Regions from separate parts of the Rattus norvegicus genome. Here regions 1 and 3 are each linked to region 2. Evidence: chromatin contacts called from public Hi-C data. All regions are on one chromosome and are shown on one strand. The core of a region is the stretch at or near the end of the contact, and the rest is flanking DNA. Distances in the headings are between cores, read along the strand shown. Region 1 overlaps Acss3 (acyl-CoA synthetase short-chain family member 3). Region 2 holds the start of Acss3 (acyl-CoA synthetase short-chain family member 3). Region 3 holds the start of Lin7a (lin-7 homolog A, crumbs cell polarity complex component).

The links. Hi-C and Micro-C count contacts between places; a contact is called where the count stands out from the background.
Region 1: a contact with region 2 is called in a Hi-C map of hepatocytes, with 2.7 times the contacts expected there. The contact joins the enhancer-like site here to the promoter of Acss3 in region 2. A contact is called at or near these places in 5 of 12 Hi-C or Micro-C datasets (the A7r5 cell line, the Rat2 cell line, hepatocytes and 2 more).
Region 3: a Hi-C map of hepatocytes shows a contact between it and region 2, with 2.3 times the contacts expected there. The contact joins the promoter of Lin7a here to the promoter of Acss3 in region 2. A contact is called at or near these places in 3 of 12 Hi-C or Micro-C datasets (hepatocytes, kidney and liver).

Annotation. Positions count from the first base shown.
Region 1 is chr7:44,130,107-44,133,537 of GRCr8, forward strand. It overlaps Acss3 (acyl-CoA synthetase short-chain family member 3), which reads right to left. Exons shown (of 16, transcript NM_001414941.1): 14 at 1,546-1,645; 15 at 1,286-1,461; 16 at 1-343. The coding sequence ends at 275. Among named protein-coding and RNA genes, the nearest start is that of Acss3, 200 kb to the right of the region's middle. Within about 2 kb of position 1,460, at least 2 of the 93 cell types and tissues checked have an H3K27ac peak or open chromatin away from gene starts, as enhancers often do. A contact at or near this core is called in hepatocytes and liver, where this site is marked.
Region 2 is chr7:44,335,106-44,338,377 of GRCr8, forward strand. It overlaps Acss3 (acyl-CoA synthetase short-chain family member 3), which reads right to left and starts at 1,579. Exons shown (of 16, transcript NM_001414941.1): 1 at 1,215-1,579. The coding sequence starts at 1,513.
Region 3 is chr7:44,472,176-44,475,471 of GRCr8, forward strand. Lin7a (lin-7 homolog A, crumbs cell polarity complex component) reads left to right here and starts at 1,393. Exons shown (of 6, transcript NM_001408921.1): 1 at 1,393-1,492. The coding sequence starts at 1,411.

The DNA.
Region 1 (3,431 bases), core at 210-2,709, 210 kb before region 2:
GGGAAGCACACGAGTTAGCAAAGCCATACTCCTTAACATGCTCCTTAACACACGCGATAGTGTAGAATGATCCATGTTACAGAAAAGAGGTAAGGGGGCAAACAGGTTTCCGCGAAACACAATGTACAGCCTTTCAGGGGCCACCAGACTAACTACACACTACAGCTCATAGCTCAGTTGATGAGAAATGTTTTCTTCAAGTATTTACTTGTAGAAAATAGAAGACCTAGATCCAGCTAGAAAGTTAAGACGAAGGGATTCAAAAGAGTAAACATCACAAAGCCTGCTTCAGTACTTCTTCGATGTGACCAAAAATGCTGGGGTCCTCAATTGTAGGGGTTACCTGAAAATAAATGGCCAGTGTCAGATGAGCAACCTCCCTTGAACTTCATTGTGAATAATAATAATAATAATAATAATAATAATAATAATAATAACATGTTTTGTTTTACTGCCCATTTTTGTTGTTGTTTTAACTTCATTTTGATTTTTTTGAGAAAGAGTCTCATGGGTACTGGTTGGCTTCAAATGCCTAGGGTAGGAAAACCCAGTCTTGCTTTACCTCACAAATGCTAGGACTATAGGCATATAGAGTATATACCCCCAATAATTTTATAAAACACCCACAAGATAGGGAACTTCCAGCCAAATACTTAAATATTCATCTTCAGGGATAGTGAAGGAAAGAGTTTGTTTAGCAAAACTGTTGATATTTCTACATATTTCTCCAGAGTTTTTGTTCATTTATTTTGAAAATTGCTTAGAACATTATTATTATTATTATTGTTGTTGTTGTTGTTGTTATTACTATATAAAAGTCTTGATGAAATTAAAGGTGACCATGCCAATAGCATGCCTTGACACTGAAATACACATGTGTTTGAATCAGTCCAGAGTTTCAAAAAATGATTCCCTCACATAACAGTAAAAAGCAATTAGATGTCATATGTTAAAACATTTCATACTTCTCAGATGCTTCACTTTCTCATCATGGATGGTCATTAGTGACTGAAATCAAGCGACCTGCACGTTTAGTTCAAAGGAAAGAATTTCTGCAAGTCTGTTTGAAATTTACAAAATTGCCGAGAGCAAAGTTCACACGAGAGCTCCTAGGATGAAGCACGTGATCTTAACCAACACTTCCTTCTCAAGCTCTCCTTACAGATTAGGAAAATGGTTCGGTGGAGATAGAATTCAGGATTTAAAATCTTAACCTAATAAAGCTTTTCTGGTGCCAAAGACGTCATGAAAATTACTCCAGCAATAAAGATTCTGATTCATTTACCTTATAAGGCTTGCCATTGACCAGGGCAGACAGGGTAGACCGTGGAATTTTGCCAGACCTGGTTTTGGGTAACTGTTTGACGAAAACTGCATTTCGAAAAGCAGCCACCGGGCCAATGCTCTGCCTAACATGTTTCACAATCTCTTCCAAAACTTGTTCTTCTGTTGCATTTACGTCTAGGGAGAAAGTCGAGCTGTTAAGCACCAAATTAATGCCACTCATTCCGGGCCAAACAGTCAGGGATGACAAACGAGACTCACCTTTCTTCAACACGCAGAGTGCTAATGGGACATGACCTTTCAAGGGGTCTTCCTTGCCAACCACAGCGCAGTCAGTCACAGTGCCGTGTGAAAGGACTGACTGTAGTGAGAAGAGACGTGCCGTTAGGTGACATGTATGATTATAATCTTAACACATAAGAAACCCATAAGAACAACAGTATCAACCAATTAGACCACTCAAAGCTCCCAGGAACTAAACCACCAATCAAAGAGTACACGTGGAAGGACCCGTGGCTCCCGCTGTATCTGTAGCAGAGGATGGCCTTGTCTGGCATCAAGACAAGAAGCCCTTGGTCCTGTGAAGGCTTGATTCCTCAGTGTAGTTAAATGTCACGGCTTGGAGGTAGGAGGGAGTGGGCGGGTGGGTGAGCACCCTCATAGAAGCAGGGGGAGGAGGAATGGGAGAGGGGGTACCAGGAAAAGGGATAACATTTGAAATGTAAATACACAAAATATCCAATAAAAAATCAAGAAAGAAAAAGAATCATGAAATCCAGAGCTGCTGTCCAGAAATTCCCGACTGGTTCGCATCACTACCTCTGAGGTGAATAGTTAGAATTGTCACGGTTGTTATTAAGGGCTGACGGTGACAAAGAGAAATTACTTAGCTTTCCCAGAAAAGGAAGAGAGTGTTGCTTCTTCTTAATTGCTTATTAATGAAATCAAAGAACGTGCTGTAACAAGTATGTAAACAAAGCCTACAGGCCTTTAACGGGAAGCCTTGAGTACATTTGACTTCATTTCATTGCCGCCTATTTAATGAGGATGCCCATGATGAAGGGGTGAATTTATTTTTGAGGAATAAACACAGTATTCTGTTCAATGGGTTGTCCTTCCACCTAGAGAGGGATTTTTTAGCACTTAAAGGAGGTTTGCCATGAAAAGGAGATGACAGTAAGAATATATGGGTAGATGTTTACCTCACAAGGAGGAGGGGGCACAAGAAAATCTCAGCGAAACAATGCAACATCCAATCAGATGAGAAGGAAGTGGGTGAGGCTGAGAGCGGAGGAAGACAATGGTGGCTGTAGATGAGAAGCCGCTACCTACTAAACGGGAGCTGTTTAGGGAACTTAATTCAACTTTTATTTTAGCCACACTGGGAAAGGATGAAGCAGCTTCAGGAAGAGGCATCACAAGGTCACAGTGAATTTTTTAAGCATATTTTTTTACTGTAGCCATAAAATTATAATGAACTAAGCAGAAAGTAGAAACTTCACAATAGAATGTACCCTCACATATCCACAATCTCCCTGACACACCGGTACCAAAGCGGCAGATTTATTATTAAAAAGAACTAATATTGGACATTGCCATTACTCTTGTCCACATACTTGTGCATCTTTCCTGGAATCTATAGGTTCTAACAATTTATGAGATGTGTCACCACTGTACAACATACAGAATTGCCTGGCTTCCATACAACTGCTTTGCCTGACCATCCATACCCCTATCCTTGAACGCTTAATAACAATGATCATTTTGCTTTATCCAATAATTATCCATTTAACTAGAACCATACTGCATATATTTTCAGACTGGCTTTTTATAGCAAAGAGTAAATCTAGAGAATCACAGACTTAGTATGATTTCAGTATGGAGAATAACTATTGTGGGAGTGTCAGTTTAGACAGGGTAATACTCTGAGAGTCTTATATACTGAACTCTGGTAGTACATACAAACACATACTAAGAAGAATAGTCAATATGTGATAATATTTTGGATCTGTGGTGTGAATAATCTAGAGAAATTAAGGACAACCGTGTAAGGTGGGTAGATGATGATTCAAGATTTTAGTTAGAAATAGTGGGCTTAGGAAAAATCACCATGGAGATGTGACCTTCAGATGCCTTGATGATACCCA
Region 2 (3,272 bases), core at 329-2,828:
TGGGGGTGGGGGGGCTATATTCACATTTGAAAGAATCATTACGGAAACACCCCCACAAACAAAACCATTAGGGAGCAAGGCATGATGGAGACACAGAACAGACTGCTCCCAGTTTCCTGACAGGTTCTCTGCTGTGAGAAGAAAGTCATCCACTAAAGGGCCAAAGGACATCTTAACCAATGCATCGCCCCCATCTGCTAAGTAGCTTTCTTTTCTAATTCCAATTTTACCGAGAATATCATTTCCTAATAACTAGCAGATGGGAGCGACCATATCCTTAAAGTGCTAGGCACCTAGAAACTCTGCGTAGTTTTCCAAAGACTGTAGGCTTCGCTCTCAATAGCCTAAAGGTCTTTCCTACAATGTCTTGTCCTTCGAACATAAAAACAGTGTTCGAGAAGCACAAGGCCCTGGGTTCGGTCCCCAGCTCCGAAAAAAAAGAACCAAAAAAAAAAAAAAAAAAAAAAACAGTGTTCAAAAGTATTTATAATTGAAACCTATAATCGAAATGTCAAGATGAAAGCTTTCTTCCTACCATGACTCCTAAGGTCACCTGTCCTCCATCAGCCCCCGGGCAATACTTAAATTTCATGTAAAAAGCCTATATGGTACTCCGGGCTATCTGCCACACTATTTAAGCCTCTTACCGCAACTCCTTTCTCCCATTGCTCCAGCTAACACAATTACAGTGTCAGTTACTTCCGGTTGTCTTCTACCCCCTTGAACGTTGATAATGAGATCACTTCATCTTTGAAATGATAAGGTTTAATCCTTCCAGAGCTTGCTCAGTTACCTTTTACTTCACCGCTCTCTCGCCCTCCCTCCCCACAATAGGCAGGTCCATAATTCCCTGGGTCTATTACATACTCTGTATTTGTTTACACAGTTTCTCCTCTTACAGTCAGCAGAGTCCTTGCATGCTGAGCCTTTGTTTTTGTAAGCCTTTGTTTTGGTCACTCAACATCCCCACTGCCAAGCAGGGCCTCTGCAAATAAATCTCGTAGGTGAAACTGGGATCACCCTAGATAACGGAGAACTTCAAAGGAGAATGTAGGACAGCAAGGAGAACGAAACCATCAAACAACAGAAATAGCTGAAGGCATCGTACATTTTGATTTCCTTTCTTATTAGAACTTTAGATTCCTATCCCAGACCTTCCAGCTTTGGCATCCAAGAAGTTAGGAGATACTAGAAATGACTAAGACATCACTCACCAACTAGTGGAAGGCGGGTATCTGTTCTCTAGTGTTTTGGTCCAGGGCTTGTACCAACTGATCTGCTCAGCAGCTTTACCCCAGAATCTCTCCGGGTCAGCCACAGAGGCTGCAAAGTGGGTCTTGTACTCGCCACCACCGCTGCTTGTGGTCAGAGCCCTGCAGCCCCTGCCCCCGAACCCGGCCACCAAAGCCCTTCGGGCCACACCAGCTCCTCTTACTGAAGGGGATCCTGGCAGAGGTGCCCCAAGCGTCCCGGCGCCTGTTACTTTGCGACATTGCAACCAGGAGGGCTTCATACTTTCTTTCTGTCCCTAGCTGCAGGCGGAGCAGCTTGCTATCCCAACAGCGGTGGCACTGCCCCTGAGGGGGAGCCTGCAGGAGGCGGAGACTAACCTGGAGGTGAATTCCCACTAGCCTAGAAGTTTGGAAGTCAAACTGAAGTTCGCGATAAAAACCGACCTGGAGCCAGGAAGAAAGCAACAGGCTGGAGCAGAGACCTGGGAAAGGGGGGCAGAAGTCTACCGGGGTTAACTTGCGTCAGCCCTAAATTCAACTCTTACACACATGACAGTCACTTGTCATTTGACAGTGTTCTCCGGACTTAGATACACACAAAGACGCCCAGAACAAGGCCAAAGGGCTCAAAGACTTATTTAAAACAAAGCGTGTATATCTCTGTCCTAAAACGAAGTCACGGAACTTTGGACATTATAGTGAGGCTCTGGGATATTGTTTCCCTTTACTCAGTATCCCTTCGTTTAAAATTCAACTCTCAAACCCTAGTTATTAAAACCACAAGCAGCTCCAGGGCAACTTTTGTTCCAGGATTTCCTGGCAGCCTGGAGGAGGCGTGGAAAGGTTACCGAGCGGGGGTTGGGGGAGTGTTTCCAGAAGTGATTGACAGGGCTGGCCACTAGAGACCTGAAGGCACCTGCCTGTCCACAGGATTTAGACGCAGGAACACAAAGAACTTCGAACATTTCGTCCCTTCTTATTGCCCTTCGGAGTTATTCTGACTTTCTCAGGGAACACATGGTTGTGAGATTTCTTTGGGGTAATAGAAATATTCTTAAATAGAATATGGTAACCACTCCATAACTCTGAAGAAACTAGAATTCACTGTCTGTCCTGTACGTACCCCTCAAGAGGGTGGATTGTGTAATGCGTGGGTTACGTGTCAGAAGGCTCTTCTCAAATCAAAAGATGAAATGATTCCTAGGAAAGACGAAGCCCGGAAAATTCAAAACACACTGGTGCGATGGTTTCCTGCCCGGTTTCACCACTCTTCAGGTTCTGCCTTCTGCCATACTTCAACGAAATCTTTTGCTTTAATATCGTGCCAAATGCACTCTGTCGTAGTGTCACAATATTTGAAGCTTTACATGGGTAGATAATGTATCCCCAAGTCTTGGGTGAGAAATGGTGGAATGTTCTTGACCCTATAAAGGATCATAAATTAAAAAGCAGTAAACAAATGATCCTGCAGGAAGAAAATGATGTGGGGATAAAGGCTAAACGGTACAGGCATAAATCTACTGCAAGACAGAAAATAAAATGACTGTAAGTAACCACCCCAGCTATTTTCCTTAACTGAGAAGCAAGACTCCACATCTTTCCTACCCACCCACTTCATATTATATTGTTTTATTTATTCCTCCCAACCTTCTTAGAAGAAGACTGTCATCACTTAAATCAAAATCCATTCAATCTCTTTATCCCTCCTTGCTTCTACACCACGCTGCCATCTGACATACACATTTCCTGGACCACCTATTATTACCATGTTCTAATCACTTAACCTGTATGTGAATGCCTACTTTTTGTATAGCCGTTTTAGTGGAAAGGATCTGAAGAGAGGAACTAGATAGTTGTTGGTAAATTTTCTATATATACCCAGTCCTTTGCATTTTAAAAACTATAAGGTCCTGAGATTTTTTTCAGGGCTATAAGTGGTAACATCATCCCCATGTTTCCCAAGGAAGCTTAGAGACAGGTGAACTCACTGCGGGTCTCAGGGTCACCAAGGAGAGCAGCGAGGACTCAGAGCCCGGGCAC
Region 3 (3,296 bases), core at 143-2,642, 140 kb after region 2:
ATTAGGATCAGTTTCCTCCTATTACATGATCACGTTCCAACTGAATGAAGCTGTGAAGTGATTGACAGATGTAAAAACTGGGGATCTACAAGGGACTGAGAGTTTGTCAGATAATATGAGTGACGGAAAGTTGACTTTCATGATCAAAGTTCTTAAACCTAAAACTGTTAAAGATAAGTATAAGAAATACTACGTTCAGTGTGTCTCTAAGGATCTGTTGGATAGCTAGATGGCCAATCATCTTTGACTTTTCAATTACTGCTGAATATCTGCTTCCTTCCCTTCCCCTCTGGGTATCATTAACAGAACATAGCATTGGTCATAGTCACAGGGAAGGGCAGCATCCTTATCCCAGCCCTGTGCTCCCTCATCTCTGTTATGCCTAGAGGAGGCTTCTCCATGCTTCTTCATGATTTGATAAGGAAATGAGGCTTGGGGAAAATTTCATGGAAGTTGGGATAAAGGGCTCACAGTATCTAAGTCTTCGGGAACTGAAACATGATCGACTGGTTCTGAAACCAGGCCTTTAACGTTATCTACCTGTAATTCAGAGGGTGCAGAAAAAAAAAGAATCCCCAGGTTAAGATGTAGTAAATGGTACCAAACATCCGTGACTCAACTCCTCCCATCCCTGCTAATTAATCAATACATAACAGCTCTGAATGCACGTTTCTTCTAGATTAGCACGAGAGGGTCCCAGTTAAATATCATTCACTGACAGAAACTGTTGTTTTCATTTTTTATTTTAAAACCTTTTAAGGAAGTTTGCTTGTAAAGGCAAGTTATTTTCCTAGGCAATAAACCCAGCTTCTAAATAAACACTGACTTACAGAACCCTGGCCCTCCGGTACCCTTGTACTGTTGGGAGGGGACCTTCTAAACAAAAAGCTTCAACAGAAATTAACAGCAACTACAGTGATATATAGCCACATCTCCCATAACTAGTGGCGTTTCCCCTGGAAAGGGATGTGGAAAGGGAGGTTGAAAATGTTCTTAATCTGAAAAGAATTCTGTCCCCACCTCTCTCTACTGTCTCTCCCGCTTCCGTGTCCTCTTCCTCTGTGTTCGAGTGCATTCTGACCACTAAGCTTGGGTGGAAAGTTGAAAGACAGCAAACCTGCTACACCCAGCCAGGGCTCCCGATAGGTGGGCGAGCAAAGTTCTAGGGCTGAGCGTTCCTTTCTCAGCTCCTGGCCATGCAGGCGCTCGCGGATACCTGCCCTGCTTGGCGCGGCACTGAAGATTCGCCGCGGCGGAACAGTTGAATCTCCATCTGGCTACCAACCCACCCAAGCTTTCTTCTCCTCCATCACCACCTTCCTGCCTCCCCCTCCTCCCCCTCCTTTCCGTCTTCCCTCTCCACCCCCGCCCCCAATCTCCTCCTCTTTTTCTCACTACAAGCGGTTGCTGATGCTGAAGCCGAGCGTCACTTCGGCTCCCACGGCAGACATGGCGACATTGACAGTGGTCCAGCCGCTTACTCTGGACAGAGGTAAGGGAGCGGCTGGTCCGTCAGGCCACACAGTCCGCACGGTTTCGCCTTCCATTCTGCCCAGTCCCACAGGGAAGGCAGGATGCGCTCGGGCAGGGGCAGCTGGGGGAGGAGGATCAACCCAGGAGGGTTTCGCGCCCAGAACAGGACACTTTCTTCCCCTCTCTCCTCGCCTGGTCCCTGCCGCCCCTTCTTGCTGCGCTCGCCGGGGCGTGGGTGCTTGCCAGAGCTCGATGCTTCAGCTGCCAGTCTCAGTCCCTCTCCGGGTCGCCTCCGAGCCCCGGCTTTGTTGGAGAGGATGAGCAGGGACCGCTGAGCGCTAGTGACTGGAGGTTGGAGATGGGCACAGAAAGCCCTTCCAGCTAACGCTGCTAAGGGACCAGTGGGGAAGCCAACTGCCAACTGCCGGCGCGGGGACCCGGAGGGAGGAAGTTTGTCCCTGCGCTGGAAACGAGGGGTCTGTGCAGCTGCGGTGACAGGGAGATCGCCCCAAGGCGGCAGGGCGCTTGGATGGGTAGCTGGGTGCAAAGCCTCCGGGCTGCCGAGCCAGGGCCCTGCCCTCGGGCGAAAGGGCAGAGCAGAGCCGGGGCAACCTTCGCCGGCTCGGGGACATCGCATCCAAGAGCCCAGCCGGCTTGGCTCCGGCATGCGGTCCGGAGCTGCGGCTCGGGTCGCGGTACTCCCTCACCCTGCAGTTTCAGGGCGATAGCAACTCCTGTTTCCTGCTCCAGCAAACCTTGTTCTTCACCAGCCAAGTGCACCTCAGTGCCTGGGCTGCAGAAGGCGCGGAGACAAAGCGCAGGCTGGGTAACTGTTTAACTTCTAGCCTGTGACCTGTGCGTCCTACTCTTTGGTTGAATGGGAAACAGCGTTTGCTCAAACCTTCACAAACCTGGTTACCGGTTTCTCCTCTAGGATCCGGCCCTGCCTAGCGCACCGGAGTAGTACCTGGCTGTAAATGGGAGTTTCCTTTCTGCCTCACCGGGTCCAGTTACTAGGGCGCCAGAGTCCCAGCTCTGCAGAGAGAGGGCACCTCTAGCTCTGGGTCCGCAGCGGCGGGGCTTAGGACCCGGTGCAGCCATTTGAAAATGCTGTGCTCAGAAGAAAATGATTTAGTCCTTGTCCCTCTAAAATTTCTCTTTCTGGAGGATTAAACTAGAGGGCCCAGCAAGGCAAAAAGAGCATCCTACTGCGAGCACAGTGGCAAAGCTGGTAAACTGTGTTTCAGGTTCTTAATTTGGAGAGATCTCTGGTGACTTTAACTCAATCTGTTGGTGCCAGAACGGATATTATGCGGTGCCCATAGCAACCTTACTTAGGGTAAGAGTTGAACAATAATTGATTTTTATGTTGGGAAATGTTCGTTTACAAGCTTGCAAATTAATAACAGCAAAGAGCTCAGAAGTCCGCCGTGTAATCTATGATTTTAGTCCCAATATCATCTGCACTAAGCAGGATAAATCCATTGCTGGTAAGAGCCAAGCAGATGGCAGGCTATTAAAAACGATGGGTTTCCCAAGTATTTCTGTTTTAATGTGATGAGCTCTTCTATTGTCCCATTACTGAATTACAGTCATTAAACATCCCAAGTTTAACTATATTAAACTTCCCAAGTTCTATGTTAGAAGCAAACACTCCAAGAAGACCACAAACCCAAGAAAATTTACATCCCAGCACTACTATTAGTAGTATAACTAGTCCACTTTGGGGAAGTTTATCTTAGCCCTTGGGCGCCCCAGTAGTTGTCCAGAGAAGACCAAGATTTAAAGTGTGTTCATGTTTATAGTCAGATGGTACCTGTCCT